7 separate regions of the Mus musculus genome follow, and all the other regions are linked to region 1. The links are chromatin contacts, called in public HiChIP or PLAC-seq and promoter capture Hi-C maps. All regions are on one chromosome and are shown on one strand. The core of a region is the stretch at or near the end of the contact, and the rest is flanking DNA. Distances in the headings are between cores, read along the strand shown. Region 1 holds the start of Ctps (cytidine 5'-triphosphate synthase). Region 2 holds the start of D830031N03Rik (RIKEN cDNA D830031N03 gene). Region 3 holds the start of Pabpc4 (poly(A) binding protein, cytoplasmic 4). Region 4 holds the start of Heyl (hairy/enhancer-of-split related with YRPW motif-like). Region 5 holds the start of Hpcal4 (hippocalcin-like 4). Region 6 holds the start of Trit1 (tRNA isopentenyltransferase 1). Region 7 holds the start of Mycl (v-myc avian myelocytomatosis viral oncogene lung carcinoma derived).

Region 1 (4,382 bases), core at 849-3,348:
AAGGAACAAAGAAAGGGGAATTCTGCAGGACGCATTTCCCAGCTCCACTCCTCCCAGGAACGAGAATGAACAAACTTGGCAAGGAAAGCATAATGCTTGAAATACCTTTCCCCTTACACAGTAAGGAATGTTATCCTGCTCTTTCTACCCTCTGCGCAGTCGTTTCAAAAGTGTACTTCTACAAAATACAACTGGGTTTCCCAGAAAGGTTTTGACAGGATAAGGTACTCCATGCCTGTAAAGAAAGGGGCACTTGGAAAGAGAAAGGAGGGTTGCCCCAAGTTCAAAGACACCTGATCTACATACATATGGAATTCCTATCTCAAAAGAGGGGAAGGTGACTTTATGGGCAGAAAAAAAAAAAAAATCAAAAGAAATGATGACTAGTCTTTAACCCAAGACCTTCAGGAGTGTTTAGTATGCTTATGCAGACTGTGAACCCCAAAAGGGTAGACAATATCCTTGAGAGAAAAACTGTATCACCTCATAATTATATGGTTCCTTCTTATTAATGCATTTATCAAACTTGGCTATATTTTAGTATTTTAGATAAGTCCAAACCTGGCATCCTGGCATTTCTTACTAAGACTACAGCCTAGACTCACTGAGTCAATTTCTGATGTTCCTACAGATTCCTCAGTTCAGAACAGGTTGTCACGGGATCACCTCATCTTGTCCCAACTTTATTCAGATCTCTCTGTGTGTATGTGCGTGTGTGTTTCTGAGAGAGAGAGAGATTGAGACTCAGACAGACAGACAGACAGACAGACAGACACTAAGATTCTGGCAGTCTCCCAGAGTGACTGGCAAAAAAATATTCCAAAAGCCACAAAGAGCCAGTTGGAGAGGACCCATTCCCTAACGTTTACAAACTACCTATTATGGGAGAGCTACTCACATGCTGGGGGTACCACAAACTTAAGTCAAATGTGGGTCCAACTTAAGTATCTCCGGGAGAGATGACCTGGACTGAGGGAGGATCCAGGAGCTCCTTTTGAAAACCTGCCTTGTAATGGGCCCGTAAGGCTGACTGACTGAAATGAGCTAGGAATCAGGCAAAGCATGAACAAGCAGGTGAGCCCACAGGATGCACCAAGAAAAAAAGATTAGGGCAAAGGGATGGCCAGGGGCCAGTCCATGGGCAAAGTTGAATGTCCACGCTGCACTTTTTTTTCTGAAGATGACAAGACACAAAAGGTTTTTCAAGTACAGGAGCTATAATATAGAGCAAGGGGCACCAGATAAATTCACGAATGAAAAATGTGAAAGCTTTTGTTAAAAAAAAAAAAAAATGAAGTTGGTGAAAATCAGGCTCAGGATCCACCGCAGATGTGCTGAAATCTAAATCTAGCCCCGAAGTGCCTGATGCCCGGGTTCGCACCGCCGTAAAAAGTGGGACGAGAACCACAGCAGCACCCACCCGCGTCACCCGGCTGCTGAGGATTTAAAATAATGAGTGTGGACGTAAGGCAGCCACGCTGACGTAGTGGCCTCAAGAACGCCAGCATCTTCGCGCTGGGCTGGAAAGAGAGACAGCAGCTGGGTAGCCTGGGCCGTGAGGCCCAGCGAACCTACAAGCCCCTTCCTCCCGCGCGCCGGGCAGCGCCGGGAGGAGCTCAAGGCCGCCAGTCGGGCCCCATCACAGGCTGGGGCTCTGGGAGACCCCTCCGCGGCGGCACACCGCGCTCTCTACCTCACCAAGCCCGGCTGCCCGCGTCGCCGGACTCGGCCCCTTTCCTTAGCCGGGCCACGCGGCCCGCGCGCGGGAGCCGGCAGCTCGCGTTCCGGGACTGCCCGCCCCACTCCCGTTAGAGATGCAGCCCATTGGGCAGAACGCCGGGCCAGCTCTCCCCTGATTGGTGAGAAGAGACGTTTATCGCCCCGGCGGCGTGGCCGTCCGCGCCGGGCTCTGTCGGCGCCACAGGCTCTTGCACCCGGGAGCCGTTCCACCGGGATCCCTGAAGTCTGCCTACCTGAGGCCGGCTTCGGAGTCTCGTGTCAGCCACAGCAAGGCCGGCGCGCGCGTGGTGAGCCTCGGGCAGCCAGTGCTCGGCCGGGCCGCATGCGCCAGCCGTCTTTCTGAGAGGCGGGCTCTAGGCGGTGCGCACGCAGAGGGCGGGGAGAGGCGGGCCCAGGGGAGGGTGGGGCTAGGGCGCGCATGCGCGGGACGTCTCGCCGCAGCTTGTTGAGTGGCTACTGCGGGTGGGTCTCGGGAGTTGTGGGTTCTGTGGGCTTCCTCGCCCGAGGTCTAGAGGATGCTGGTGACTCGCATCTAACCGGAACCCTGAGGGCCTTTGCCTGGTCCCGCAATAGCCGGTGGACACTCTCACCTCCCATCCGCCTTCCCTCAGGCTGCGGGCCAAATCATCTCGTGCTCTCGCCCCGCACCGCCGCCTTCTCCCGGTGCCTGCTTGTCTCCCTCTTAGGCCGGGCCGCTTGGCTTCACGTCCTAGCCAGCTGCCTTTCCACACAACGCACCCTGACGGTGCCTGCATTAGAACAACTGTCGCGAGCCTACTTCCATCCGGCACTAAATGTAGAGAGGCAAACGAGCCCACTTCTAACAAGTCATGGGGATTTTCACAGACGATTGGGACTTGGGGAGTTAGTGTACAGCGGGTTCTGAACACGTAGCAGAAACGTTTACTGGCAAGGAAGGGAGGGAGGAATAGAAAATGAGGCAGAAGAAAAAGTCTGTGTGCACATTCCAGGCGAGGTCCAGAAGAGCCTTGCAGAGTGAACAGTGCAGGCTGGAGAGGTTGGAAGGGCAGCTCTATGCAGAGCGTTGTAGGCAAAAGATTTACAGCACCCAAGGTGATGATTTTGTCTTTTGAATACTACATAAACCCATGTGAGTTTTTAATACCCTCCACCCTGCAAAAACTACACAAAGGTTTCCTTAGGAAGTACCTTGTACCTTGAACTCCATCCAGGAGGCTTGTTTCCTTCCATTAGGAGTAATTTATTGCTTTTTTTTTTCTTCTGTCTTTGCTGAAAGAGTTAAAGAAAAGGTATGCCTCCCATGACCATACTGGTTTTTTTCAGGAAAATGACTCAAACAAGTAGAATTCCAAGAAACCACTTAGGAGAATTCTACAGGGGCTTCTCTCGGAGACTTCCGGATTCTTTCAGATCCCAACCAACAGCATGCTCTGAGTCTGCCCAAATACCCAAACTGCTCTGCTCCAAGAAGCTTCCATAAGAGGTACAAAACTGAACTCCTCCCCCAGTCGCTCTTCTGGGGGACCCCTTCACTCCCCTCCACTCTCCCATATTCTCTTTGATGGTCTTGCTTTCCATTTCACCAAGAAAATGCAAGCCAACAAGAGAACTTCTGTCTACCAGCCTGCTTTCATGTGTGCGAGCAGCATGGTCTTTCATCTTGGTACTTCAGACAAGTGGCTGCAGTGGAGAGGGCAGCCCCCCTCTTCTCACTGCTTCAGGTGCCATACAACTCACCGATGCCTGGGATGTCTCCCCTCCACATCACCAGTTTTCTCCTTCTACTACCCCAGTGCAGAGTGTTACATGGTTCTCCCATGTTTGCCCAGGGCCCTTGTTTGTCTACAGCCATCTCTGCTTCACCTCCCAGTCTGTCACTTTTCAGCAAAACTCGAGGAAAATGTTGGCACTGACTATCTCTGGGTTTTGTTTTCCACCCTTTTCCTTGTACGAGTTCTAGTCAGCCATTGTTCATGTTCCTGTTAACTAAATATTTTTATGTGTTTTGGTCATGAGCCAATGTCGTTAAAGCCTGAACTATGTCCAGCCCAGTTTATGTTCTGTAATTCCACCAAAAATGTTTTGATCAAAAATCAAGTTCATGTTCCCAAACCTTATCTCTGAACATAGGGTACAGATTCTAATTCCATACCTGTTCTCAGACCCTAAAGGAAGACAATATGTGCATGATGTGAATGCATTTATGCATACTTAAACTACTTGTTTTCCTAACCTTAGACTCAGTCTTCCTGTAAGCTTCTATGTGCAGCCATAGTCCCAAAACACAGCCCCCTGAACTGACATCCTCTGTGGCATCTTATGTCCCCGCTGGTCATTCCCTCCCTAAAATGGTCTTCTCCTGGCTTCTTGGAAACCATATTCATTTTTTTCCCTGAGTTATAGGCCTCCTGCATCTGCCTAGATCCTCTTCTTGACCTGTAAATAGTGTTCTGCCTTGGGCCTTATTTTAAAAGTCTCCACTTAAATCATCTTCTAAATAATCATGTTCAAAATGACAACTCTGGAATTGATATCCCTAGCCTGGACTTGTTCTGAACTTCATGAGTAATTCCCCTCCTAGCACAGTACTTAGTCAGCTAGGCATCTTGTCCTCCATCTCCACCTGCCTCTCTGGGATGCCTTTCATCATCAACTGCTCC
Region 2 (4,382 bases), core at 481-2,980, 2.8 Mb after region 1:
GTCAATGCAGAACTGGATTCTTTTTTCTCTTGCAAGGAAGGATTTGAAGCTCCAGCTTCTGATACTTCACTGAGAGAAGCCTCCATCCTTTCTGCAAATTCTGGGAAGTTGGGTGGCATGAAGGACTTCCACGATCTCCTGTTAACATTATCTTTGCGTTCTGCATTTGGCCGACGTCTGGGTGGCACGGGTGCTGACTTCTGCACATCACTGCTTAGCTTTAATGCATCAAATATTATCCTCTCATCCAGCTTCTTGCCTTCTGGTCCTCTAGCTTCAAAAACATTAGATGATGCTCCTAATGTACCATTGCTGGATATGGTACTTCCTTCCATCTTCTCCATGGTGCTTTTTGACGTCTGATTAAGTTTTGACCCCTGGTCAATCTGTTCATTTATCCTCATTGTATCGTATATAGACCGCTGTGGAACATAGCAATCTTCTATATAGCCATCCTCATCTTCCCCTTTACCCAGGCAGGTAGGGTTCCGCCTTAAACAGTCTGGCCTGCTAAGTGGCTTACCCATACTTTTTCAATAAAGATGAACCATCAATCTTTCAAAAGTTTTTTTTCCCCGCCACGGGTTCTCTCAAAATACATTCTACATGAATTGTAAGTCCTCTTACATGTTTATACTCCAAACCACCAATTGCATCTGCCTTTCAGAAAGATCTGGAAGTTCCCAATTTGAAACCATTTTGGGAGAAACTCTAATAAGACAAACAGGTTTTCCCTCACAGGCTAGCAGCCTCATAACTGCAGAAAGACAAATGATATTATTTAATCAATAAACATAAAACAAATACTTGTATGGCTTCTGGTTTTACTTTTCTAAAGCCCTTTCAAATTCAGTCAGCAAAAAAATCGTTTGATATTGACAAGTCTTATTCAATATCTAGTTTCACTCGATTCGCACCAAAGCTGAGTTGGAAGCAGAAAATGTATACCAACTATGTCCTTTATAACAATGGCACACCCTCTCTAGCCTTCAAGTATGGTCCAAGCTCCTAAGAATTCCTTTCATTTTATCCTGTGTTCAGCCCTAAAGAGTCCAGCTGGTCTGAATTAGCCATTCGTCCTCTCTAGTTGGGTGTTTGCATTTGAACAGGGCTGGTCAGCGGATATTCCTGCAACTTTAAACACAGGAAGTCCTTCATTCGGGGCCAGCTTGGGGCTTCCTGTCTCCAAAACATCATGGCATTGTTGTGGCTTCCAAGCCAACACTGTATCGTGGCCGCAAAACAAGGCGAGTGGAGGCCCACGCTGGGCCTTTCAGAAGGCGGGCAGGCTGCGGCAGCGGCCAAGAGGCAGTCTGGACTCACTTAGCACCGCCCGCAAACCCGCGCCATGCCTCGCGCCCCGGAGGGCCAGGGTCGCCTCACCGCAACCTTGCAGGTGGCTCCCGGCGGGCCGGCCTTGGGTCTAGCGCTCAGGAAGTTAGTTTGTCCCTCCGGCAGCAGTAAGTCCCGTGTCCTGTGGGCGCCGCCTCCCCGGCCACTGCAGGTCCCCGGCCCCCAGCCGCCGCGTCGTGGGCTGCATGACAAGCAGTCGCCTCTTTTCTCCACCACGCCGCCGGCCCTGCAGCCGTCCTCCCCGCCCGCAGCTGTCACGGTCCCGGCATGCAAACTTCTGGCCGGGAACAAAAGGCTCCGCTCCGGCCGCACGAGGGGGGCGAGCCCGCCTCTCTCACGCCGCGCGGCCCGCTCACACGCCGCTGGCTGGAAGTGCTCGGGTGGCGGGCGGATCTCCTCCCCCTTCTAGCCCCGCCACAGCCGCTGCCCCGCCCGGGCAGCCCCCTTGGAAGCCCGGGAGCGCGCGGCGCCGACTGCTAGGGAGGAGGACGGGGGCGGGGCCTATAGGGAGCCCCGCCGGGAGGGGAGGGGGCGGAGGCAAGGATTGGAGGCCAAGGCGGCGAGGGAGGGGCTTCCCGGGGTTGGGGCGAGGGACTCCAGCTCATCCCGCACCCCCTCTAGCTCACTCCCTCCTCACCCACGGGAGTAATAGTGTCCCCGCCTGCGAGGGTGAGAGGAGAGGGGCAGTCCTGGTCATGCCGGGCAAATCCCCTGACAAAGGAAAGCCCCGCCCTCACAACGCTGGCCCGGCCCCTCCGCCCCCGCTTCTTTCCAACCGGCGGGATGGGAGCCCAGCCCAAGGGCGAACCCAGAAGGGGCGCCCCCGCCGCCCCCACTACCAGCCGGTAGTGGCTAGGGCCACTCGGGGGCCCCATCTGCCGGTAGAGACGTACGGGCTGGGGTGGGCGGTCTGCACTATCCTAGGCTCCAGCTTTGCCGCCAACGACTATCCCTGTATTTTTCCAATGTCACCTCTGGCGCTGACCAAAGAACAGGCTAGCCTTAAACACAGTCTTTTCTTGGCATGCCAAGGAATTAAGTTAGACTCAGGAACCAAGTTATTGGATAAACTCTAGGCACAGTTTCCCTTCTCAAGTATGTCAGATCTTGGCCCATTTCGCCACCTGGATTTCTCTGCTCAGACTTCAGCGGTCTTAATGACCGGAAAATGGGGTGCGGGTTGCAGGGCAGTGGAGACTCTAGCAGGAACAGCCCATGACCAACACCTGGATTGGCTATAACCGCTGTGCACGTCCAAGGAAATCTGAGCCTCTGAAGGGCTAGATGAAAAGCATGAGTTCATATTTCAAGTCTCAAGAATGAAAATATTAGAGAAATGTGTTACACAATCCTGCAAACTACGTTCTGGATTTTAGGAAAGCTATCTAGAGACCCTGTAATTGTTAAGAAAAGTACAAAGCAACCCAGAAGACTGCCTGCCAGAGGTAGCTTGCATCTCTTTGAGGTGTAATACTTGACTCCCTTTATGATGGTCCCTCGGATTTCATGAGGATGAAAAAGGTCAGTTAAAATGTACAAAGTCCTGTTGGCCCAAGTAGTTAATATAGATGATAAAACTTATGAGAAAGTTATTTCTACTCTTCACACAAACAGTAAATAAAACGAGTCACTGGTGTGTGGAGATTTGGCAGTGAAGCTTGGAGCTAAGCCTTAAACTTACTTGAGGAGCCAGAAACTCCTTGGCAAAAATGAGGTACAGGCTGAAGCCCATGATCAGATTAGTCAAGTAAAAGACAACTTTGCTTGGCAAAATGTTTTATACTTCATTTCTCACTCCTAAAGAAGCTGATCAATTCTACCCACTCAAATACAAAGACTTTCCATCTGTAAACAGGAGAGAATACTTAAACATTGTATCATCTTATTCTAGATACCCTAGTCTTTAAAGTTAAAACTTCAGAAAGCTATCCAGAATCCTGTGGCTTCCTGGTGCAATAGTGCAAGACACTAGAACATTTTTCTACGAACCCAGAGTGAAAAGAATCAAGAATACTTGATGGAGAGCAAATTTCAGGGGATATGATCAACATTAAGAATCTGAGGAGCTGGGATGTGGGAGGAAGGAAATTTGTGCTGAATCTCTCCTTAAACTGGCACACCAAGATCCAAGGGCAGATTTCAAACCATCAGTTTTCTCACTGCTATTCAAAGAATAAGGTGTTCCCTAAAAGGGTGACTTTTCCTGATCCCAAAGGAATGTGAGCAGAAATTCAAGCAACCACATGGCATAGCAATCTCAGGAAACAGATTAAGAAATCTTGAAGTTTATTCAGGGCGTGTTTTAAAGTCCCTTCAACCCCTGACACACTGTGATCCTAAGAACAAATCAACTTACAGACTGGATACTTCACAATTCATGGACTTCAGATTTTAAGTTTGTTGTAATTATTCAATGCAACTGGAAAACCCCATAGAGGATTTATTTCACTTGCAAGTCTTCCTGGCCAAATACATTCACCACGTGTTCAGATATCATAACAGACTCTTTAGCACGCCAGGGCCCCTCTGGTTAGAAGAATCTGAGGAATTCCAGCTCTGGAGTTAAGGGTGGGTGGTTATTCTATTATAAAGAATGGTCTTGATATGGAATCACAACCTTCACAGACAAAAATTCTTTTCCTGTTTCCTCACCAAGTCAGGTGCCAATCAGGTCAATCTTTTCCTAATTAACCCCTTCCCACACTTATCCACCTTGGTTTACTCTTCTCATCAATGTCAGATAAATAAATGGAACAGTCTAATAACCGAGGTTCAGACTCAAACTACTTATCACTTTTAGTCACACTCTGTTTAATTAAAGCACTAAAATACTACATAGAAACTTCCTAAAAGTTTAAACAGAGCCTCTAGAAAAGATTCCACAGGGCATGATGGCCTCAGTTCTTTCAGGCAAGAAGCAGAAATCTCTACGAGTTTGAGGCCATCCTGGTCTACAGTGAGGACCTCCTCATTCCAGACAGACAGAATGACACACACAGACACACACAAACAGACACACACACACACAC
Region 3 (4,382 bases), core at 1,331-3,830, 2.7 Mb after region 1:
TTAAAGGTGTGCCCCGCCACACCCAGCTGGTCTCTGAGCATGCTAGGCTGACTTTGAACTTATAGTAATCCTGCTTGTGGTTCTCAAACTCTGGGAGTATAGGTGTGTACCACCACACACAGCTTCTACATACCTGTGCAAAAACTTTACATGTACTTATATGCTAAGCATTAATAGGCTCTAAAGGAATTTTTTAGATTTATTCTTTTACTTGTATTTATGTGAGTGCCTGCCTGTATGTACATGTACTGCATTCAGATTCCCTGGACCTGGAGTTATAAGGGATTATAATCTGCCACATGGTTGCTGGGAATCAAACCCAGTCTCTCTGTAAGAGCAGCAAGTGTTCTTGACCGCTGAGCTCTCTCTCCAACCCCTTGTGTTAATAGACTTTATTAGGCTACTTATAGATTAAAATTCAGCGAAGATAGCAGGATGACAGTTGTGGAGGCAGGAAATTCTGAACTAGACCGTCATGAGCGTAAAAGCATGTGGCGTTTGCTTATCTATGCCTTGAATTCATGTGCTTATTCAACAGACAGGTATTGAGCATTTAGTCTGTGCCATGTTAGACGTCATTTAAAGGTCTTGTTCTCATAAGGCTTGTGTATAGGGAAAGACAGACACTAAATGAAGAAACAGGCAAAATGCCTGAGACTAGAGTGTTTGGAATCCTCCCTTTTTTAGATTATGGAATATTTGCAGAAAAATATATCTTAGGAATAAAGCCATAAAGCCCAAATCTTTTTTTTTTTTTTTTTGGCTTTTCAAGACAGGGTTTCTCTGTGTAGCCCTGGCTGTAGACTAGGCTGGCCTCAACCTCAAAGATCCACCTGCCTTTGACTTCCAAGTGCTGGGATTAAAGGCACAAGCCACCACCCACCCAGCTGTGGCTGACTTCAAAATTGTTAAAATCCTCCTGCTTCCGCCTCCCAAATGCTGAGATTAAAGGTGTGTACCACCACTTTCCAGCTTTTTTTTTTTGGTTTTTGGGGTTTTTTGGTTTTTTGTTTTTGTTTGTTTTGTTGTTGTTGTTGTTTTTTGGCTTTTTTTTTTTTTTTTTTTTTTTTGGTTTTTCGAGACAGAGTTTCTCTGTATAGCCCTGGCTGTCCTGGAGCTCAGAAATCCACCTGCCTCTACCTCCCGAGTGCTGGGACTAAAGGCGTGCGCCACCACGCCCGGCTTTTTTTTTTTTTTTTTTAAAAGACCGGTCTCACTATGTAGCCCTGGCTGGCTTGGAACTTGCAATATCCATTTGGTTGGTCACAAATACTCAGGGGGGATCGGTCTCCCAAGTGCTGAGACTAAAGGTGTGAGTCACTACACCTAGCAAGGCTTCTTTATTTAATATAGTCACCAGAAATTATTCTCAGAGGTAAGGAGGGACTCTTACTTGTATACCATGGTAACCATGGCAACCATGGCATCTGCTGGGGGGGGAGCTCTGATTAGCCATTTATTGGAATGAATTGATTGATTAAATACTTATATTTCCTCAATTGTTTGCTTCAACCAGTAGACGAGTATCTGTCTAGCTTTTGCTAATTTCTGGTTTGAGTGAATATAAGGATAGAAAAAAAAATGGTCCCTGGCACTTATGGAGTAAGGAAATACTGCTATAACTCCACATATTTAGTCTCATGAGATAACATGATCTTCAAATGGTCAGTGAAACCTTCATTTGGGTAAAAAGTCAATGATTACCCTTCATCATCTAAGCGTAAACTCTTAACTAGCGTTTACATAGTAACAAAAACATTGTTTCACATGCACAGATGCATTCTCTTTGTGTTGTGCCATGAGTCGCCACGAGATGCCTTGTAAGGACATCACTAGAGATAGCTCCCTTATACAAGAACCATGAGCCCAAATACACCTTTCTTCTCCTCTTCTCCTTTTGCACAAACTAAGCTGTAGGCGTGCCACCAGAACAAAACAGGAGCGGACAGTCACGTTTTGTTTTATAAAAGCTTTGGCAAGATTTGTTCATCTTTTCAAAAACAGTCTCATCACCTAAGATACCACCACCATTTCTAATGACCTCCAAAATCCAACCTCAAGGTTATATGTTCTTAAAACTTTCGTATGTCTTACGTATTCAGCTCAACCATGTATTGGGCCACCTAGTAGCTGTACTTTAGCATCCCTTTGTGTAGATTTGGGCATTTCATGGATGTTTTAAACATTATACCTGCGTGTGGGTCTTGGGGAGGACATGACTCAATCCATACACTGCAGAAAGAGAATCATACAGGTGCGTGCTGCTGGTCCTCCAAACGCAAGGGGACGCTGTGACACCTTGCGGGCGGCTCCAGGTCACTCTGGTGTGACTGCCCCGCCTTGGGCCCCCGGGGCAGAGTGGGCGGGCACGACTGCGCCCAGGTCTCGAGGCGCCCTTCGACCAGCAGCGCCCGGGGCGGGAGGGTATAAATGGAGCGGTGGCGGCTCCAGCCGCCTCTCTCCGCCCCGGGTCGCAGCCATCAGTGTTGCGTTTGGGCTCAGCACGCCTGAAGCAGAAAAAAGAAAAAGCTTAAAAAAAACACAAAAGCCTCAAAAACCTTAAAAAAAAAAAAAAGAAAAGAAAAGAAGAGGAAAAAAAAAAGCAAAAGGGAAAAAAAGAAGAAAAAGAACCAGACAGCGACTTGTGCTGGGAGCCCGTGGGGAAGTGACTTTCACAGCTTCCGGCCTGCCTGTCCGTCAGCGTCTGTCTGTCCGTCCGGTGGTGAGCCATCCCCCTCGGCCCGGCCCGCCCCTGCACGCCTCTGCGCCGCGTGGCAGCCCCGCGCCCCGGCTGGCCGCACCACGTGTCCGCACTGCCCTTCGCCGGCACCCGCAAAGATTTGGTTTCCCCCTTCCTGGGCTGCTGTAACTGTAAACCGCCGGGAGTCCGGGGCCTATATTTATCACGAAACGCGTGTTCCCAAGGCGGCCGTGAGCGCAGCATCTGATTGCCTCTTGAAAATTTTTTGCCCCCTTTACGAGGGGATTTCCTACTTTAATTTTTATTTTTTAAGCCTCAAGCCAGGACAGCTGGAGAGTACAAACTCCAGGAGCGGGCCATATTGTTTTTGAGAGCCTTTTGTCTTGGGGCTTTTGCAGTCCCGTGCAAGTCGTCCCGCACACGGGTCCCGGCTCGGAGCCTCCCTGCTCCAGCCTTCTCCGGCGTCGCTGGTGCCACCTGTGCGCTGCGGCGCGTGCCATAGCTCCTCGGAGCCCCTTTTGTCCTGCAGTAGGCCTTGTTAGAAGTCCTCCTGGCGGGGCTCGGGGTCGTGGGGGGTGGGGAGATGAACGCTGCAGCCAGCAGCTACCCCATGGCCTCCTTATACGTGGGCGATTTGCACTCGGACGTCACCGAAGCCATGCTGTATGAAAAGTTTAGCCCTGCGGGGCCTGTGCTGTCCATCCGGGTCTGTCGCGATATGATCACCCGGCGCTCTCTGGGTTATGCCTACGTCAACTTCCAGCAGCCAGCTGACGGTGAGTAGTAGCGGTGTGCACACATTCGGGAGATTCCTGGGGACCTTGGGAATCCTGAAGGCGGAGGCCAAACTGCCAGGACCGGGGAACATAACAGCATGTTGCCTGAGAAGCCTTGGGTGGAAGCAAAATGAGCCAGGCATGTGGTCATGACCCTGGCTTCAGTCTCCCACCACTTGCTAACCTGATGACCTTGGGCTACTGGGTGGGGGTGGGGTAGAGCAGGGGTTGGAACCCAAGGAGATTTGTGTAATTCGGGATCCGAATAAAGGGACTTGGGTATTCTAGTGTGTCTAGCCCCACTCAGGTAGAAGTGGGTCTGGCACTCAGTGCATTGAAATGACACCTGAAAGTGTAGGTTGCAAAACTGGGGGCTCTAACCTGAACTGACTGACTTGGGATGGCTTTAGGGCAGTGGAAAGCAAGGAGAGCAGTTTCATCCAGTTGCCTTGAGGGGAGTTGCTAGTGTCAAGCTGTTTCTACCAGGCTCTCTTTTGGGGACTTGCTCAACTGCATGGAGCTCGAAGGATGTAGAGGAGTGTACCCAGGAAGTCTAGGAAGGTGTCACATGGAATGTACTGGGCAGTTTTGCCTCACTTGTGCTGCCTCAAGTTGGGCTGCCAGGGAATGTTCTGCCATCCTGGTTGCACTGGAGGCTGCAGGCAAGCCACAAAATAAGCCCAGAAACGCAATCGGGGGCTGTAAACTACTCCACATTAAAAGGGACCAAGTGGAGCTGGGCAGTGGTGGCGCACACCTTTAATCCCAGCACTTGGGTGGCAGAGGCAGGCTGATTTCTGAGTTCAAGGCCAGCCTGGTCTACAGAGTGAGTTCCAGGACAGCCAGGGCTATACAGAGAAATCCTGGGGCAGGGGCAGGACACAAGGCCATTTTGTGGCAAAAAA
Region 4 (4,382 bases), core at 1,357-3,856, 2.7 Mb after region 1:
AGAACATCATGGGAGCTGTTTATACAACCAAAGATGTTCTAGGAGCCACAGTAGGGCAAGAAAAAAAAAAGCAAGATGTAATTAATGTCTCACACCTATAATCTTGGTGTTCAGGAGGCTGTGGCTAGAGGCTCTTGAGTTCAATATCAGCCTGGGCTACAATACTGACATTAAAAATAGGAAAAAGGAGCTGGGCAGTGGTGGTGCACGCCTTTAATCCCAGCACTTGGGAGGCAGAGGCAGGCAGATTTCTGAGTTTGAGGCCAGCCTGGTCTACAGAGTGAGTTCCAGGACAGGAAGGGCTATATAGAGAAAAAAAACCAAAAAAGAAAAAAGAAGAAAAAAAGTAAAAAAAAGAATAGGGTGAAAGAAGAGGGTGAAATAAAAAAGATGAATTGAAATATATGTATTTTAAATTTTTGTGGATATATATATACATATATATGAATTTTAATTAAATTGAATTTGAATTAAAATATATGTATTTTAAAGAGATGGCTCACACATAAAGGTGCTTTCCACCAAACCTGAGTTGAAACACACACTAAATAAATAAATAGATGTAATTTTTTAAAATTCTGTTGTGTTGCAATCAGAAATTCAAGCCAATTAGGTTTCAATTTCTTTAGGCGTGTGTGTGAAGGCCACTGAACTGACAGCATAGCACTAGGCTTAGAGCTAGAGTGCATGGCCTAATGTCTGAGAGCTCTATAAGATAATAAAGCCAAGTTATTTGCCTCTGAAATCAAACTGCCTTGTGGAATTCCAGCTCTCCTTCTTCTTCTGCCGGAGTTGCTCTAACTACCCATCTCCTTTCGCTTGGCCAATTGAGGGTTAAATGAATTAAAATTTACAGAACACTTAGAATAACAGTTCTCAACCTGTGGGCTGAGACCCTTTGGGGATTGAACAACCTTCTCACAAGGGTTGCCTAAGACCATAAAAGAAAACACAGATATTTACATTATGATTCATAACAGTAGCAAAATTATAGTTATGAAGTAGCAATGAAAATAATTTTATGGTTGGGGGTCACCACAGCATGAAGCTTTGTATTAAAGGGTCACAGCACTAAGAAGGCTGAGAACCACTGGCTTAGGTACCTTTCCAGCTGCTGTGAGAAGCACTCACCAAACAGTAACTAACAGGCTCCGCCGCCTCTCCATCCATTTGCCCTCTCCCAAAGCTTTAAAGGCCGTCCATTACCTAATGACTTCCAAACTTAAATCTCTTTGCCGAACCCCATAGTCCCTATTTAACTGTGCAGTGTATTTTGAGGACCTGGGACGTCTCTCGAGAACATGCCTACCTCAGAGCCCTTACCTTCCCCTGCAAATCTGCCAGCCCTTTCTCTCTCAGCCAATCACATAGAGCAAACAAGTATCTGCCTTTCTAGGAAATGCCTAGTGCACACATTGGGCACTCTTCACACTGGTTGAGGTTCTCACTGTTTTGGCAGGTGCCCACAGAAATTATGTGAGTGCTGAGGGCATTTGGAACAGGAGAATTGGTGCTTGCGGCTGCGGTGGCCAGCAGAGTTTCCTGATGGCGACCGTTCATGCCAGTCCTATCTGGTCATCTATGAGCATGATAAGTTTCTGTGCTTGGCCAAGTGGTTACGTGTGGGTCTGAGTGGCAAGAGGCCTGTTCTTTCCCATCAGGAAGTATCTGCAAGCAGAGCTGACTATGGTGAAAGTGTGTGTAGTCAGCTTCAGGTGACCAACCCCACTTCCCTACACCAAAAGCTGGCTTTCTTTTGTGCCTGTCCCAGTGAGCAGAACAAAGGGAGAGGACTCCTCTGGTGCCCTGCCCACCACACCCACCTCCACCATCTCCCTGCCGCCCCTGCAAGAAGTTTGCTCTCCTCCCTCAGCTTCCCTCTGCACTTCTCTGCGTACGATGACCTGGGAGGATGGCAGCTGAATCTCTAGGCACAAGGACAGGAACTCTCACTGACTAAATAGTTGTCTGTGGTCAGACAGGCTCCCCCAGAAAGAGAAGCCGAAGGCTCCTTTCCTCTCTTCCTCTCCCTGGTGCCTGCCAGGACAGCTGTCATTAAATGAACTGGGGTGACTCCCAGGGATACCCCACCAACCACCACACCCTACCTACCTTCTCCATTCCTGTGCTCCCTCCCACAAGTCAGAAGCTCAAAGATCTTGGCCACTGTAAAGTCAGCACTTGGGATGCAGAGGCAGGAGGGTCAGGGATCAGTAGTTCAAGGTCATCTTCTGCTACACATCAAGTTCAATGCCACTTTGGGTTCTATGACCCTGTCTCCCCTCCTCCAGCCTTCTCAGCTGGCAAGCAGCAGCCACCCCTTTGGGGGTTCACCAAAGGACTTCGAAGTTCTGAGCATCCCACAGTGCACGTAGCTTCCCCAATACACACACACACACACACACACACCACAAACTTTGGTCCCCTATAGAAGGAGTGACTGAAGAATTACTTCCAAGGGGTCACAGGCACCCCCAGTAACCTTTCCAAACCTATCTGCCCTCCCTGCATGCCCTGGAGCAGGAAGGTACAGGTCTGACCCTTATAAAAAGCTGAGGCACTGCAAAGCGAAGTCTGTCGCACAGAACTAGGGACAGATCCGGATTCTCTGGGCTTCCCCGTGGGGCCTCCCAGGGCACCTGCCCAAGGCCACCCAGAGCGCCAGCCCAGGCAGCGCCGGTGGAGCGGAGCCGGACCTCCCAGCGGCCGATGGGGGCGGTGACCGCCCGGGGCCTTCCCACGGTTCGGTGGCGCGTCACCGCGGGGGCGAGGGGGCGCCGGGGCGCCCCGGGCTGCGGTGCAGGAAAGGGCCCTGGGAAAGGGCGGCGTCGGCTCCCGGGCCGGGGCGGGGCTGAGGCGGGGCCCAACAACCAACTCCAGGGATCGCAGGGCTGGGACCCCGCAGCCAGCTTTCGGCATGAAGCGGCCCAGGGCGCCCAGTGGCTCCGACGGCGAGTCTGATGGACCCATCGATGTGGGTCAAGAGAACGATCTTAGGTAAGACAGGGTGGAGCGAGGGCCGTCCGGGGGTGAGAAAGTCCAGCACACTCAAGTTTGTGCGCAGCCCTCAGGTGTCAGCCAAGATGCGGGGGCGTGTGCAGCGACTCCAGTGCGTCCATAGCACCAATGCGGCAGATTCCTGAGTACCCTGAACCATAACACCCTGAACCAACTATGGTTCAGGGAGCTGGGATGGGAGGACAGTTCAGCTGGAGGATATTCTGTCGTTTGGCTACCCCCAGGGACGCCCCTGAGAAGTTTTCCTGCAGACCTAGGAAACCTTCATAGATGTAGATACCGCATTCCATTGCCCATAGTTTGTCTACTATGAAGACTTCTGTACTTTTCCAATTTCACTCTTCTTTGGGAACAGTTTTCACATAGTACACAAAAGGACTGGGGGCTGTGTCCTTTTCGCTTTGAGCATACTGGGATTTGTGTTTAGGTACTGAGGGAAATAATAGCCAACTTGCAAAAGCCTAGACTCCAATCTTCAGCACCCCTTCCACCAAACCACCAAGCCGCCAATGCAGTTTCTTTTTTGTTAAATAATCTAACTTCTAACCTGTGGAACAAACTGAACTTGTACAATCCTTGCTACCTATCAGCTCGGTGACTCCATAAGCTTCAGTTTTCTGGTCTATAAAATGGGTATACATGATGAAGCTAGCTTCATAGCGGGTGTAGACATCAAACGGAAGAATGTCAAGGCCTTAGCAGTAGTTCATGGTGAGTGCTTAGTGGTGTCAGGCTCTAAGTCTCCAGGCCTTGCCACCCAGCCCACAACCGCCACCAACTCACCTTAGAGCTTTTCCTTTCCTTCCCTTTCTTCTTTCCATTCTTCCTCCCCCTCCTCTTCTTCCTTCTTCCTTTTTCTTCATCCACTGCTAGGGATTGGATCCAGATCCTGGTGCATGCTACCCAAGTGCCCTGTCACCATGCAGTTCTGAGCCTTCGGTTCCCCTGCCTAGGCCTGTTTCCACATAGAGAAGAGGATGCGAATGGAAAGAAAAGGAACCGGCCTCTGGAGCAGGTGTCTCTCTTGCTCTACTAAACCTTATTTGTCTCTGACCACCCTGTACATGCCCCGGCACGTGCACACATACATAGAATGACTGTTTTAGTTTGTCTAGGTTTTTCCTCAATGGTTTCTCTGTGTAACTTGGCTGTCCTGGAATTCACTCTGTAGGCTGAGCTGACCACGAACTCAGAGATCCACTTGTCTCTGCCTCTCAACTGCTGGGATTAAGGCTCGTACCACCACCACACATCTAACTTTTTTTTAAGAGGCTACAGCTAGGCATGGGGACATATGCCTTTAATCCTAACACTCAGAAGGCAGAGGCAGGAAGATCTCTATAAGTAGCTAGAGCTAACTTTTG
Region 5 (4,382 bases), core at 915-3,414, 2.6 Mb after region 1:
CTTCTCTTTGAGACATCCAAATTGCCAGAATTCCTGTTCTGGTTGGGCTATTAAGTAAAACACACTCACTTACAAATACTCACTAGCATAGCTGATCTCAGTAACTAAGGGACAGATGGTATATACAGAGTGGATATGCTGGACAAGAGGACAGAGGCTTAAAAGGAATGGCAGATTTCATTATGGCAATTAGGACAGTCTACCGCTTAAAACTTGTGGATTCTGTGTTTCTGAAATTTCCCATTTGGTGTTTTGGGCTGTGACTGATTGCAGATAGTGGAAATTGTAGAAACTAAGACCACAAATAAAGATGTACCGCTGTGAAGTTCTAGCACAACGTAAGCTTTCAACAAAGTAAGCTATTGTTAGGGGCGCTGGAGTCCAAGGAAAGCCCTTGGATTCATGTCTCTATAATTCTAAAACAATCACACTTCCTTTATTCTCCTTCTCTTCTCTCCACTGAGTCTCTAGTACCAGCTCCCACATTATACAGACTGGGAGGTCGTGGATGAGGGAGGGCTTGCTTGAGATCATATGAGGGTCCCTAGAAACAACCAGACTCCATTTTAGGTGTTCAGGTATCACTTCCAGCAACCCATATTCTCCTCACTTCCCTGCACGTTGGGTTATAGTTAACTGTAACCAAGCACTCTTGCTTACCACTTGAGGGTTTAAAGCACGGAAGGTACCCGAGAAGGACTTAAGGCTTTTAAGGAACTTCATGAGTCACCAACCAAAGATGCCATGGATGTATCTCCTCTTTGACTCGAACACGGAGCTCCCAACCGTATGCTGCAACCCCAGAGAGAAGGCATATCCAGCTGCTAGAACGGGACAGCGCAACTGGCTTAAGAGGAAATGGATAGCTCTCATAAGGAAGACGCGGGTCCTACTGGTTTCCCCTGGCTGTGCTTTGTTTGGGAGTTTCTAAGACCAAATCTCCAAAAACCGGTTCTTTGCCTGTCCTTAGTCCCCCAAACAGCGCTCATCTCCACCATTTGCTGCCTGGACAGAAATCCGGCCTCTTCTGCATCTGCAATCCCATTTAACCAATCCCCCACGCGTCCCGCCCCCACTTTTGGTAGATCCCTTGAAGTCCCTCCTCCGCACGTGGCCCAGCCCAGGGATCTCTGCTCCCCTTTCGCCCTGAGTTTGGCGTTAGAGCTCTTTCCCACCACCTTGGGTTGTGAGCTCTCAGACACCAGTACATCCGTGGCGACTGAGCGGGCTGTGACGAGACCCCCAAGTGCGGAAAGGAGGTGTTTTCGCCTCCCTGAAACCTTCCAGACCCGTTCAGTGTAAACCGCCTCTGGTTTGTGTCAACATCCGAGGCCGGAGACTGGCGGCGGCTGGGAACCGGCTCCATCTAAGCGACGGGAATGCGGGAGGGTGGGGAATGGAGCAATGCTTGGCGTACTGTAAAGGCTCCTTCTGGAGGAGAACCAACAAGTCTTTTTAGGGGTCCTCGAGAAGTAAGGATAGAGCCTGACAAGAGATCTGACTTAGAGTTGTGGGGGTGGCTGGAGGGAGCCCACGCCCTCGTGTGTCTAGGTAGAGGATACTTCCACATCCACCCAGCTCGTGCCGCACCCACCCTCCCCTCTGCTAAACGGCGGGAGAGGAGTGGGTGTGGAGGGGCACTGGTGCAAAGCCGCGAGTTCTTGACCACCCCATCTCCCCTTTTCCACCTTGCCACTCCGCAGCTCCTCATTGATCCCCTCCAGGTACGGGCAGGACAAGAGACGGGGTCGCATCTTATGAATCACCCCCTATCTTACCCCCACCCCCGCTGGGGCCCAGGAAGAGAAGGCTTAGAAATTCAACTGTGGTTCTTCTGTTCCCATAGCAACGGTGCGGTTGTTTTTTGCGAATCCACTTTAATCATCGGTACTTTTCGCTCCAAACTGTGACCCAGGCTCTGAGCCTCAGGGTTGAGGAACAGATGGGGGTACAGCCCTCTACAATCCTGGCGACTCCGGGAAGGTCAGCGCGGGCGGACGGGCGGGGCGCGCTCTTGTGGTAGCCTAGACTCACAGGCCACCCCATCCCCACCTGAAACCCTGCCTGTCACTCGGTGCCAGCCGAACCAATCGATGTCCAAAGTTGCTGAGAGGAGGCGGGTCTTATGCAAATCGTGTCGCCTTCGAGAAGCAAATAGTGATACAAGAACTGGGGAGGCGGCTCCGACGCGGACCCTACAGAGCCTGTCGTCCGCCTGATAGCCAGCCTTGTCCCCGCGGCCGCCCAAGCTCGGAGCCATCTAGCGACTCGGCGAGCGGCCTCAGGTAATGAGGGTGGGGCCGGGCCCTAGAAGCAACCTCGCGGGGCGGAGGCCCTGAGCCCCTCCTCCTCCGCCTTCCACTCCCATCCTCATCTGCTCAGATCCATCTTTCTGACCCTGGGTCTGTCATAGGTGGACAGCCATCTGGGAAGCCCGCCTTGGGCCAGGAACTTTCACTTCAAGCCGGGTCTCCAGTTCAAGAAGGAGGTACAGCTGCCTCCTTACCCCCAGCTCAGGTAAGAACAACCATTCCTCTGGCTCCAGTGCAAACACACGCGCACGCGCGCGCACACACACACACACACACACACACACTCTTACTTGGGGGTGTGTGGTGTCACTGGTGCTAGAAGAGAGGTTTCAGTCACCCTGTGTTCTCTTGCCTCTAGAACCAAGCCTCATGGAAACCTCTACTTGGAGGTAGCCCACACCGACACCAATAGTTCACTGTCATTCCCATCTCAGGGTCTTGTTCCCCAAAAGACCTCGATAGCAAATTCATTCTCTGACTACACTCTCTCTGCCCCTTATGCTGACAGCTCACAGCATACCTAAGGAAAGGATGAAGACCCCTGAGGCTCCTACTCCAGACCCATTCACCATCTCCCTTCTAGTAGCCTCCCAACTAGACAGGGGTTCCACACTCTTCTTCCTTTATCTTGCTTGGAGCATAAACCAGGGTTGCTCCTCCCAGAAGACCACCCCATAGCTCTAGCCTTTAAACCTCATCATCCCTCACACAGGAACGCACCAGGTCCTCTCTCTGTAACCCGGTCTTCTCTGTTCCTTTTGTGCCTGTTGCTCCCTCTCTCGGCTTCCTGTTGTTTGCAGAGATGAAGCCAAAGATGAGTCCATGTGGGCTCATTTTCTCCTTTCCCTATGTCTGAATGAGAAAGCAGAAGAGTGCAAGCCTTGCCTTCGCCTCGATCTCTGCTTGACTTTAGCCAAGGCTTTTCCCTCTCAGATTCTTCATGAGATAGGCAAAGAGCAGGACAGAGGAGGGTTCGATGAGATGGTCTTGAGTAGCCTTCCAGGTCTGACATATTCTGGTTCCACAGCTGATTACAGGAGAACAAAGCCCTGTTCAAACCATTAGGATATTTCTCAGAGGAGACCTGAGAGGCCCCATCCATCACTGTAGGGACATCCTTTTCACTCAGGCCAAGGTTCAGGCTACTCCCTCCTACATATCCTACAGCCTCATTCTCTTAGGGGCCTTTCCAGACCACCAGGCCACCCTGGCATGAAAGCTCCAAATTATAGGTGGTCAACACAGCTCACCTTGTATGAGTCACTTTTGCCTTTTATTATGAAGGGGAGGAACAAGACCTGGTTGTTACTGCCATTGCTGCTGCTTGTGGAAGAGCAAAGGGAGGAGAGGGAAAGAGAAAAATCTCCTGACCAGGGAGCTGTTGTCACCATGGCAACCGCTTCAGCACCAGCTTCTCTGAAGCTAGGCGAGGGTGTGGGATTATTGCCTCCTTCAGTCCCTCCTACTTTTTACTGTCATCTCTCCACTTGAACCCCCTAACCCCGGACCCCCTAGAAGAAGCCTCTGAGCACAGAGGAGGGGGCAGAGATTTTTGAAGCAAGGAGTACCTCCTCAAGTGAAGCATAGCCCTCCAGAAGGTACGACTTCAACAGAGCACGCACCCACATAGGCGCTGGTCTTTGCTTTGTAGCTGATGGGCTCCAGTTGACCTTGGGTGAACCTTTCTCTTCCCTGACTCTGAGTTCTATTGTCTTTGAAGTAGGCTTGATAGGAGATCACAGACAAACAAAACAGTGTGACATAGTACCAAGAGGAAGGGCATGTTGCTCTTCTCTCATAATCTAAGTGACATTCACTGAGCGTGACTATAGCCTAGGCTCTGCCTCCAAGCTTCTGCGGGATGCTCAGGTGCAGCAGGCACAGGAGAAAAACTTCCAGAAGACAGACTTAGAAACAATAAGAATCAGGAACCTTTCCCCCTATCCAAGATGCTCAGAAATTGTCTAAGTCCCATTGGAAGGGGGAAAGCTTGCTTAGGGGCAGAAAGACCTGGAGACTCTCCCCTGGAGTCCTAGATCATTAGATCAGTGTCAGAAGACAGTGCATGGG
Region 6 (4,382 bases), core at 830-3,329, 2.4 Mb after region 1:
AGGAATGGGAGTTCTCCTAAACAATATTTGTAGCTATATGGTTTAGCCTAGGTCTGGGAGAGTGGCCATTTAGCCTAAGGAGATTGAAGTGATGAAAAATATAATGGCAGTCATTCTAGGTAGGCCAGTGATATACTCAGGATTTCTGGATGTGTGGGGGACTATGTTAGCTTTTCTCCTAGGCCCCGCCCAACAGTTACCTAGCAACAGCCAGGTACTAGTCTGGCTCTTATTATCTGACTGTTCAGGCTTGCTCTCTCTCTCTTCTCTCTCTCTCTGCCCCCTCCCCACGTTTTCCCAGCCAACCTCTTCCCTTCTCTCTCCCTCCTCTCTCTTTCTGCCCTTCTCTGTCCCCTTTCTTTCTCTGCCTCCACTCCCTTCTCATCCCTCAAATAAACATTTCCTACTAGACCCATTGGGTGGCTGATACCTGGGGGTGGGGGTCTCAGCGGCCCCATGCTGAGGCACCTCCTCCTGCTGCATCATGCCACCACATTACAAAACATATCAGACTACTCGTGGCTTTACCTAGGAGCTAGACCGAAGCAGTCTCAGAGAAAAAGCACTTATGCCCCCGCCCCCATCCCAAGTGCTGACTGAACCCAGAGCCTCATGCTGACTAAGCAAATGCTCTACCACTAAACCTGCATCCTCAGACCCCTTAAACTGCCCAACTAGCTAGAGGTTAGCAGAAGGGGTATTTAAGCATCTTTACACGTTATTGAAAGATTCTCTGCCCTTAGGCTTTTGCTCTTACTTATTTAGGGAGGCAGATGGGATTGTACAATTATAATAACACAAACTGTTTAACAAATGGTGGTTGTTATGTGCCAGTGCATTTGAAGCAAGCACTTTCCAGACATTATTTCACCTTTTCCTTATGGCAATCCTTGGAAGAATGGAAAGATAAAATTGCTGAGGTTAAGAGGTGAAGTAAGGGTCTGAAGTGTGCTCAGCTCAGTGCTAGAGTGTATATTCAGCACCCAGGGGGGGCCTGGGTTCAGTCTTCAGACAAAGAGAAAAAAAAATGCTGCTAATGGAATTAATTCTGATGAGAATTAATCAGCTCTCAGCTGATAAGTCTGAGAGCTGGAATTTGAATCTAGGTTCATCGGGTTCCATAACCATTCTTTCTTAATTTTAAACTTCAGTGTGTGTGGTGTGTGTGTGTGTGTGTGTGTGTGTGTGTGTGTGTGTGTGTGTACAGAGGTCAGCATCAGCTCTCTCCTTCCACATGCGGATCCTGGAGATTGAACTCAGGTCATCAGATCTGGCTGCCAGCAACTTTACATGTTAAACCATCTCTCTGGATTCTTAAAGCCATTTCTCAAAGTGGTGTGTGGAATCTTGAAGTCTGGCCATCCTTGATTCTGATTTTTCTTTCCCTCACTTGTATCTGCTTTACCCTTTGATTTTCTTCTGCTTCCTCTTCTAATTTTTGGGTTGTCATTCACTTGCTTGTTCTTTTGCTTTTAAGCCTATCTCTTGACTGCTTTATGCCAACGCAGAGCTTTGTCCTGCTTTCTGATTGTGTCTAAATGAGTGTGGAATTCAAACATTAGAGCCATGCTCTTGACTGAGAATTGGACAGATCTGATTTTGAAGAATGACTGAGAATCGGACACTCTCTGAGCTTATTAAATCCAACGCTAAGGTAGGCAAGTCGTTTCTCTGTCCATTTAATCATTGGTGGGTGCCTGTGCTAGGCACAGGAGACTCAGCAATGAACTAGTCAGAATGTGCTTCTTGTCTTTGTGAAATTAACAGCCTGTGGTAGAACTCAGACAATAAACCAGAGGCCAGTTATACAGTTTTATTCTTGAATTAATGCTATGAGGAAAAAGAATTGGGTGCCTGGACGCAATGTAGACAGAAATATTTTAGATGGGCTGCCATCTCTCCTTTGAGAAAGCAAGTCGGTGGGCTAATCTCAGCTAGTCGAAGGCAGTTACGTCATGGGCCTCCTAAGCTTGGTACCTTTGTCCCACAGTTTCCTCCTTTCCACCCTCCCCGCGTTCTGAGCCGGAGATCCGCGCCGGCGCACTGACTGTTGCCATGGGGACAGCTGCTTCGGCGCATGCTCAGATGCCTTCAAGATGGCGGCTGCGGCTGCTGCACGAGCAGTTCCTGTGAGCTCTGGATTCCGAGGCCTGCGGCGAACACTGCCACTTGTAGTGATTCTCGGGGCTACTGGGACTGGCAAGTCCACCCTGGCTCTGCAGTTAGGCCAGCGGCTCGGCGGCGAGATCGTCAGCGCCGACTCCATGCAGGTATGGCAGCGTGCTTGGCCCGGGGGCCTGGGAACCCTGGAGGTCGCGTGCGGGCCTCTGGACTAGGGGACACCCTGTCGCGTGGCTGTAGTGGGTGAACCTCGAGGCGTATGGGGATCCAGATGAAAGGAACCCACACCTGCTAGGTACCCATTCCAATGGCAGACAGTGTCCATTGTGTCCTGTGATCGCTAAGTAACTTCTCAGGCCATTACTCTTTCGTAGATAGTACCAACAGTTTCATTTATGGATAAAAATGTTGGGGGCTGGGGAGGTGAAGTGACCTTGTGCGTGGCACATTGCAAATAAATGGAGGAGAGATAGTGGAACGTTTAAGGTTGACATCCGGTGAATTTCAGTAAGTTAATTATTCCCAAATTTTGCCATAATTCTAATTCTAGCCCAAGGTAAGTCAGATGCCACCTGTGAGTGTCTTCTTGGGCACTAGAGCAGTCAGAGGCAGCCACTGGCTTCGTGACTTCAGATCAACAGTGCCCTTTACTTGAATATTATATTTGTAAAGTGGAGGAAATGTCATTTGCCCCACAATCACAAGGCTAAAGTATTTAATAAGTGAGACATTGGAGTGTTACAGTGGAGAGAGGGAGGCCAGCTCGAAGGTCAGACATTGTGGTAAATATTGGCTGAACCTGAGGGCTTTTTTGTTTATTTGTTTTTGTTTTTTAATCCTTTTGTCCTCTTTGCGAGAGGACTTTCGGGGATGTAGGAGCATTTGAGCTAGAGAGTAGGTGACATTTTGGGTGAATGTGAGAAGAATTACAACAGCTGTTAGGCATGTTCAAAGGTGTCGAACATATACAACCAGTCGCAGAACTCATGGTTAGTAACCTAAAATTAGTAATTAATTCTTTGCCCCACTTTACCTCATAAGGCTCCTGACATTGTTTCTACCCTCATAATTTATTTTTCCATGATAAGATCATCAGCTTATACTAAAAGGTAAGGTAATGTAACAAATAGTTGTTTGCAGCCTGCTTTGTGCCAGCTTAGGGAGATAAAGAGTTTAGCTTGAACTGAATCTCAGCCAGATTTTTTTTCCCCCAACTTTTTGCTACATGAACAAAGATACCTTTGTTCCTTTGCTAAAATAGGAAGAATATAAAAAACAACCTTGTGATCATTAAATGAAATATATGTGAAGCACTTATTACAAGTGTTTAAAAAATATGTTAACAGTGAAAACTATGGTGACTGTGTGTGTGTGTGTATATGTACATTAGACCAAACTCCTTATATTGGGGAATGTTAGTCTGGCTAAACATAGAGTAAGACAGAGCTAATAAGTGAACAGAGCTACTTATAGAGCATTTTCAGGTGGGCGGGTTCAGAAGATCAGAAGAGACTACAAGTGCTGGATTTCGTGATAGACTATTAAATTTGGTAGAATTCTTGAGAAGGGAGAAATCAATGAATGTCATGGAAAGTCTCTAAAGAAGTGCCTAGGCTGGGGAGACCCTGACCCTGACCTCTCTGGCCTCTACATACATGTCTGTATGTACACACACACACACAAATACAAATTGAAAAACAAATAGGTCAGTATGAATTATAAAAGAAGAGCTTAAAATTGGGCAAAGTGTCATACGCTGTGATCTTCACTCTTTTTGGAAGCTGAGGCAAGAGGACAACCTTGGGTGTCACTACTTAGGTGCAGCTCACCATTTTGTCTGTTTCTGAGAATCCCAATCTGTTTTGAGAAGGACAGAATCTGCTTCTCCCAGCACCGACCTCCCACATTCCCATCTACTGAGTCCGAGTAGCACTGCCTGCGTGAGGGTGGCCACAACCCGTCACTCCCCTCCCCCAGCAGCCAGAAGCTGCTGATCTCACCTCAGCTAGGGTTGGAGCCTCAGGCTTTCTCCTCCATCCGCAACAGAATTTCGACTGCACTGATCTGATGCAGGTCCACCGAGTCCATGTCATGTTCAGAAGACAGCATGAAGCATTCGTTTTCATACTCAGTTCCTCCTTCCCTCCCTCCCTCCCTCCCTCCCTCCCTCCCTCCCTCCCTTCCTTTCGACTTTTATGTGTATGAATGTTGTGCCTGCATGTATATCGGCACACCACAAGCATGCAGTGACTGTGGAAGCT
Region 7 (4,382 bases), core at 1,037-3,536, 2.4 Mb after region 1:
AACTCAGAAATCTGCCTGCCTCTGCCTCCCGAGTGCTGGGATTAAAGGCGTGTGCCACCACTGCCCTGCCGTCATTTTAGTCTTGAGACGGGGTTGCAACAAGTTGGCCAGTGCTCAAATGATCCTCCTGTAGTTTGCATCCCAAGTAGCTACAATTACAGGTGTATGCCATTGTGTCCTTACTACATTAGAATATTTAATCAGGGAATAGTCTAGATGGTCTCCAGTGGGGAATTGGAACACCCTTGTATTATAGCATTAGAAGGTTGTATTGGGGCTGGAGAGATGGCTCAGCGGTTAAGAGCACTGACTGCTCTTCCAAAGGTCCCGAGTTCAAATCCCAGCAACCACATGGTGGCTCACAACCATCTGCAATGAGATCTGATACCCTCTTCTGGTGTGTCTGAAGACAGCTACAGTGTACTCATATATAATAATAAATAAATCTTTAAAAAGAAGAAGAAGAAGGAGAAGAAGAAGAAGATTGTATTGGGAATACAGGCATGAGCCATCATACCTGGCCTTAGTGAGGTCAGTCTGGGCAACAGAGTGAGAATCTGTTTCAAAAAAAAAAAAAAAAGAACAAAATGAACAACTCAGGTAGGCCTATTTTCCAAATATAGATTCCAAGCCTCCTGTGAATTCTATGCAACAATATCTCCCTTAAAAGTTATTTTCCTGCTTACATTGGTTTCTGTTATTGTGACCAAGACCCCGGAAAGTGCAGCAACCACCACAGACATCTGCATGCCTGACAACAAGACCCTGAAAGGGAGTCTAATCCCTCTGCACCAAGGCTGCAACCAAATCAGGAGCCTTTTCTGGGCCTCCCAGTACAGCACAGAGCAGGGCATACAGGCCGTCTCAATAAAATCTGGTTGGCTAGGTCACTCAGGAAGCCAGTGCGTAAATATTGCCAGAAGTCATTCTAGGTGCAGGGACTACAAAGCGAGCCAATTCCTGCTTTCAAGGATGTCCTACACACACCTTAGACACAACAAATGGAAAATGGAGAGTCACACACACCCCCTGTCTTCTCACCCAACTCGTGGGTCATCTCACACCTCCCTGGCCCAAAACAACGGGACGTGTTTATCCTTCTGGCTTCAGTCTGTTAGGATGGCAACAGCCTGTAGTTCTGAGTAGTTAGACAAAAAGAGTAGGAGGAAGAGAAGGATGGCAGACAACCAGACACCAGACCTTGATGCCAGGTGTAGGATTCTAGATGAATTGGCTGCTATCCTAAGTTACCTTCCTTGGACCTAAATTAGTTAGTCTTTTCCTTTCTCAGAAGGTAGCCTGTTTATGATAACACAAAGGAAATATATATATATCTCCATCGTCTCGGCCAGGGATGTCATGCAAAACTTCAAACACTTTGATCCCACAGCTAGGAAGCACAAAACAGGGGCCTGAATGAAGTTTCCACACCCCTACACTCCTATCTCTAAAACAGCCGTTAGGAGAGTTTTGTGTGGAGGATGAATTCTGGGAGGCAGGGCTGTGAAGGAAGGGTCAAGTGTCAGCTATGACCTGGGGGATGACAGAGGTCTCACTACCCTCCCCAGGGATAAAGCTGCTGTTGTTCGAATTCTCTCATGTCCTTTCCTAAGGTGCTCTATCTTTTTAGTAAACAAATTCAGCCCGGCGATCCTGTGAAGTCATTACCATTCCTTCATTTCACAAGTAAAATTGGGGCTCCGAGGGATTATATATACTGCAGGCTTTCTAGCTCGGAATCTTCACTGCTATTCAAGGTTTAAGCCACTGAGCTAAAGAATGGGCTAATGGTTACTGAAGCAATGGGTTGAAGAAGCCTGGGTTCAGGGCCGAGGGCCACCAGGTGGCGCGGTGGAGGTGCAGTGTGTGCCCCACCATCACCACCACCACCTCCTCTGTCATGGGTGGGACGCACCTGAACCTGGTGGGGCGCGCCCCGGGAAGTAGACTAGCAGGGTGGGGCAGGGAGCAGCTCTAGTCCTTGGCTCTGAGTAGGCGCGGAGCGCCGCTTTAGTTAAGTCGCTTGGACCGCGGGAGCCTCTCGAACAGTCACGCCTCCACCAGGAGACTGCGGGGCTGCATCAGCTCTTCTGCTCTGCGCTCCCCAGCGTACAATTTATTAGGGAGCTTCAAGGGATAGAATAGAAACGACCAGTTCAGCCAGGAGGTGGGGCCGGCCCCACCTGTCGCCAGCGGAGAGAGGGGCGGGAGGGGGAGGGGCTTGTCTCCTAGGGACCACCCCCCCTCCTGGTCCCCAAGCCCCGGGCACGCGACGAGATATAAAGCAGTCGGGAAACAATGCGCCTGCAGATCGCGCTCCCGCGTCGATCCCGGGAGCGTCCTGGCTGCCGTGTGCGAGCGAGGCGGGGGGCGCGCGCACGGGGGGCGCGCTCGTGAGTGCGGGGCCGCGCGCTCGGTGGCGCGCATGTGTGTGTGTGCGGGCTGCCGGGCTTCCCCGAGCCGGCGGGGAGCCGCTCCGCTCCAGGTGGCGGGCGGCGGGAGCGAGGTGAGGCTGCGGGTGGCCCGGGCAGGGGTCCCCAGGGGACTGGCGGGCTGCAAGGCTGCAGACTGCCTTCGAGACAGCGCGCCCCCGCCCGGCCCTGCTGTGCCCCCGGAGCTGAGCTCCGGGCGGTGCTGGCAAAGTTTGCTTTGAACTCGCTCCCCTCAGCCTGGTCGGCCCGTTGCGAGCTGCCCTGAGCGAGCTGACCCCAGGCCAGGCTTCCCAGGAGCAGGGACCAGGGCGCGGGCTGCAAGCTGGTGGGCCTGGGGAGAGACCAGAGCCCCGCAGCCAGCTGCAGCGAGGGACTCGGAGCCGCCTCTTCCCTCGGCGGGCACCGCAGTCAGCTCGTCTCCCCCTTCCCTCCCGCAGGGAGCGGACATGGACTTCGACTCGTATCAGCACTATTTCTACGACTATGACTGCGGAGAGGATTTCTACCGCTCCACGGCGCCCAGCGAGGACATCTGGAAGAAATTCGAGCTGGTGCCGTCGCCCCCCACGTCGCCGCCCTGGGGCTCCGGTCCCGGCGCCGTGGACCCAGCCTCTGGGATTAATCCCGGGGAGCCGTGGCCTGGAGGGGGTGCCGGGGACGAGGCGGAATCTCGGGGCCATTCGAAAGCCTGGGGCAGGAATTATGCTTCCATCATTCGCCGTGACTGCATGTGGAGCGGCTTCTCCGCCCGAGAACGGCTGGAGAGAGTGGTGAGCGACAGGCTGGCCCCAGGCGCGCCCCGGGGGAACCCGCCCAAAGCGCCCGCTACCCCGGACGGCACTCCTAGTCTGGAAGCCAGTAACCCGGCGCCCGCCACCCAATGTCAGCTGGGCGAGCCCAAGACTCAGGCCTGCTCCGGGTCCGAGAGCCCCAGCGATTCTGGTAAGGACCACCCGGGGGCTAGCTAAGAGGGAGGCACCCCTTGGGTGGCCAGAGCTCTATCTACCGCTGTTTGAAATCAGGCATTAGATCTTAAACCTTCCCATCACCTCCCCATTTTCTGACTGAAGCTGTCGGTGTAGCCCCCAGCTGTGTCTGTCTGGCACGTGGGTGTGTTGGTAAACAGTTTGGAGAAGTGGGGAGGGAGCCAGCGTCCCTCTGATGGTGATTGGAGCCCCAGGGGACCAGGGCGACTTGGTGAGGGTTGGCGCTTAGAGAGGACAATACTCGGGTTGGACTGTAGGGGATTTCTGTCCTTGGGAGGTTGAAAGGGTTCCCTTAAGAGTCACTCCAAGCTTGAAGCTTTTTTGTTGCTGCCTCTTTCCCTGGGAAACTCACACTTCCCTAAGGGAGAAAAGACTGAGATACCTTTTGAGCAGAACCAAAAGCCTTCCTCCACTCGAAAACCTCCATCTCCCGCCTGCTGCACTTTAAATTGCTAATTCTCTTCTCTTACCCCAGTCCCAGTCCTTACTACTTCCCATCACTAGTGACTAGTGAGACAGGTGGAGGGAGAGTAAACGCTCCTCTTAACAGATGGGAAAACTGAGGATTAGAGACAGGAAATCAGTCAAGTGAGCCCCAGCCTCCTGCTGTCTAGTCGCTTCTTTTCCCAACTCCTTTCCCTGTCTTTCTTGGTGTTTAGAGGGTCTTCCTCATAGCTTGTTTGAGAAGAGCTACACGATGCCTGTTGATTTGGCCTTAGGAAGGTATCCAATCTCCCGCCCAATACATCTGTGGGCTTCGGCTGCTCTTCTACATTCAACATTCCTGCTCGGTCCCATCTCTGGTATTGAGATAATGGTCGTAGCGCCCCAGGCCTCCCTCCATACTGATGAAGAGCAGTCTTCACTGAGCTCAGACCACCTTGCTCTTCCCCTAGCCTCTGAGCCCCCCCCCCCCCCCACTCAGTAGAAGTACACGGGAAAGGATGCTATTGCAGGTGCAGCA

Evidence for each region. Promoter capture Hi-C pulls out the DNA fragments that hold promoters and counts their contacts. HiChIP or PLAC-seq counts read pairs in DNA pulled down with a chosen protein or histone mark.
Region 2: a promoter capture Hi-C map of pre-B cells shows a contact between it and region 1, with 6 times the contacts expected there. The contact joins the promoter of D830031N03Rik here to the promoter of Ctps in region 1. A contact is called at or near these places in 3 of 39 promoter capture datasets (cranial neural crest, hippocampal neurons and pre-B cells).
Region 3: a promoter capture Hi-C map of pre-B cells shows a contact between it and region 1, with 8 times the contacts expected there. The contact joins the promoter of Pabpc4 here to the promoter of Ctps in region 1. A contact is called at or near these places in 5 of 39 promoter capture datasets (cranial neural crest, frontonasal cranial neural crest, hippocampal neurons and 2 more), 1 of 484 Hi-C or Micro-C datasets (embryonic stem cells) and 1 of 115 datasets of contacts at active chromatin or transcription factors (embryonic stem cells).
Region 4: a promoter capture Hi-C map of pre-B cells shows a contact between it and region 1. The contact joins the promoter of Heyl here to the promoter of Ctps in region 1. A contact is called at or near these places in 4 of 39 promoter capture datasets (cranial neural crest, hippocampal neurons, liver and 1 more).
Region 5: a contact with region 1 is called in an H3K4me3 HiChIP or PLAC-seq map of embryonic stem cells, with 5 read pairs. The contact joins the promoter of Hpcal4 here to the promoter of Ctps in region 1. A contact is called at or near these places in 5 of 39 promoter capture datasets (cranial neural crest, hippocampal neurons, liver and 2 more) and 2 of 115 datasets of contacts at active chromatin or transcription factors (embryonic stem cells and stem cell-derived neural progenitor cells).
Region 6: a promoter capture Hi-C map of pre-B cells shows a contact between it and region 1, with 3 times the contacts expected there. The contact joins the promoter of Trit1 here to the promoter of Ctps in region 1. A contact is called at or near these places in 6 of 39 promoter capture datasets (cranial neural crest, hippocampal neurons, liver and 3 more) and 3 of 115 datasets of contacts at active chromatin or transcription factors (astrocytes, embryonic forebrain and embryonic stem cells).
Region 7: an H3K27ac HiChIP or PLAC-seq map of embryonic stem cells shows a contact between it and region 1, with 6 times the contacts expected there. The contact joins the promoter of Mycl here to the promoter of Ctps in region 1. A contact is called at or near these places in 3 of 39 promoter capture datasets (cranial neural crest, hippocampal neurons and liver) and 2 of 115 datasets of contacts at active chromatin or transcription factors (embryonic forebrain and embryonic stem cells).

Annotation. Positions count from the first base shown.
Region 1 is chr4:120,568,178-120,572,559 of GRCm38.p6, forward strand. Ctps (cytidine 5'-triphosphate synthase) reads right to left here and starts at 2,099. Exons shown (of 19, transcript NM_016748.2): 1 at 1,974-2,099.
Region 2 is chr4:123,410,181-123,414,562 of GRCm38.p6, forward strand. D830031N03Rik (RIKEN cDNA D830031N03 gene) reads right to left here and starts at 1,731. Exons shown (of 1, transcript NM_001167918.1): 1 at 1-1,731. The coding sequence starts at 527. All of the region lies in intron 57 of Macf1 (microtubule-actin crosslinking factor 1), which reads right to left.
Region 3 is chr4:123,280,331-123,284,712 of GRCm38.p6, forward strand. It overlaps Pabpc4 (poly(A) binding protein, cytoplasmic 4), which reads left to right and starts at 2,581. Exons shown (of 15, transcript NM_130881.3): 1 at 2,581-3,477. The coding sequence starts at 3,285.
Region 4 is chr4:123,230,950-123,235,331 of GRCm38.p6, forward strand. Heyl (hairy/enhancer-of-split related with YRPW motif-like) reads left to right here and starts at 2,607. Exons shown (of 5, transcript NM_013905.3): 1 at 2,607-2,997. The coding sequence starts at 2,918.
Region 5 is chr4:123,181,340-123,185,721 of GRCm38.p6, forward strand. It overlaps Hpcal4 (hippocalcin-like 4), which reads left to right and starts at 2,165. Exons shown (of 5, transcript NM_174998.4): 1 at 2,165-2,285; 2 at 2,414-2,517.
Region 6 is chr4:123,014,514-123,018,895 of GRCm38.p6, forward strand. It overlaps Trit1 (tRNA isopentenyltransferase 1), which reads left to right and starts at 2,080. Exons shown (of 11, transcript NM_025873.3): 1 at 2,080-2,270. The coding sequence starts at 2,097.
Region 7 is chr4:122,993,645-122,998,026 of GRCm38.p6, forward strand. Mycl (v-myc avian myelocytomatosis viral oncogene lung carcinoma derived) reads left to right here and starts at 2,287. Exons shown (of 3, transcript NM_001303121.1): 1 at 2,287-2,506; 2 at 2,870-3,374. The coding sequence starts at 2,426.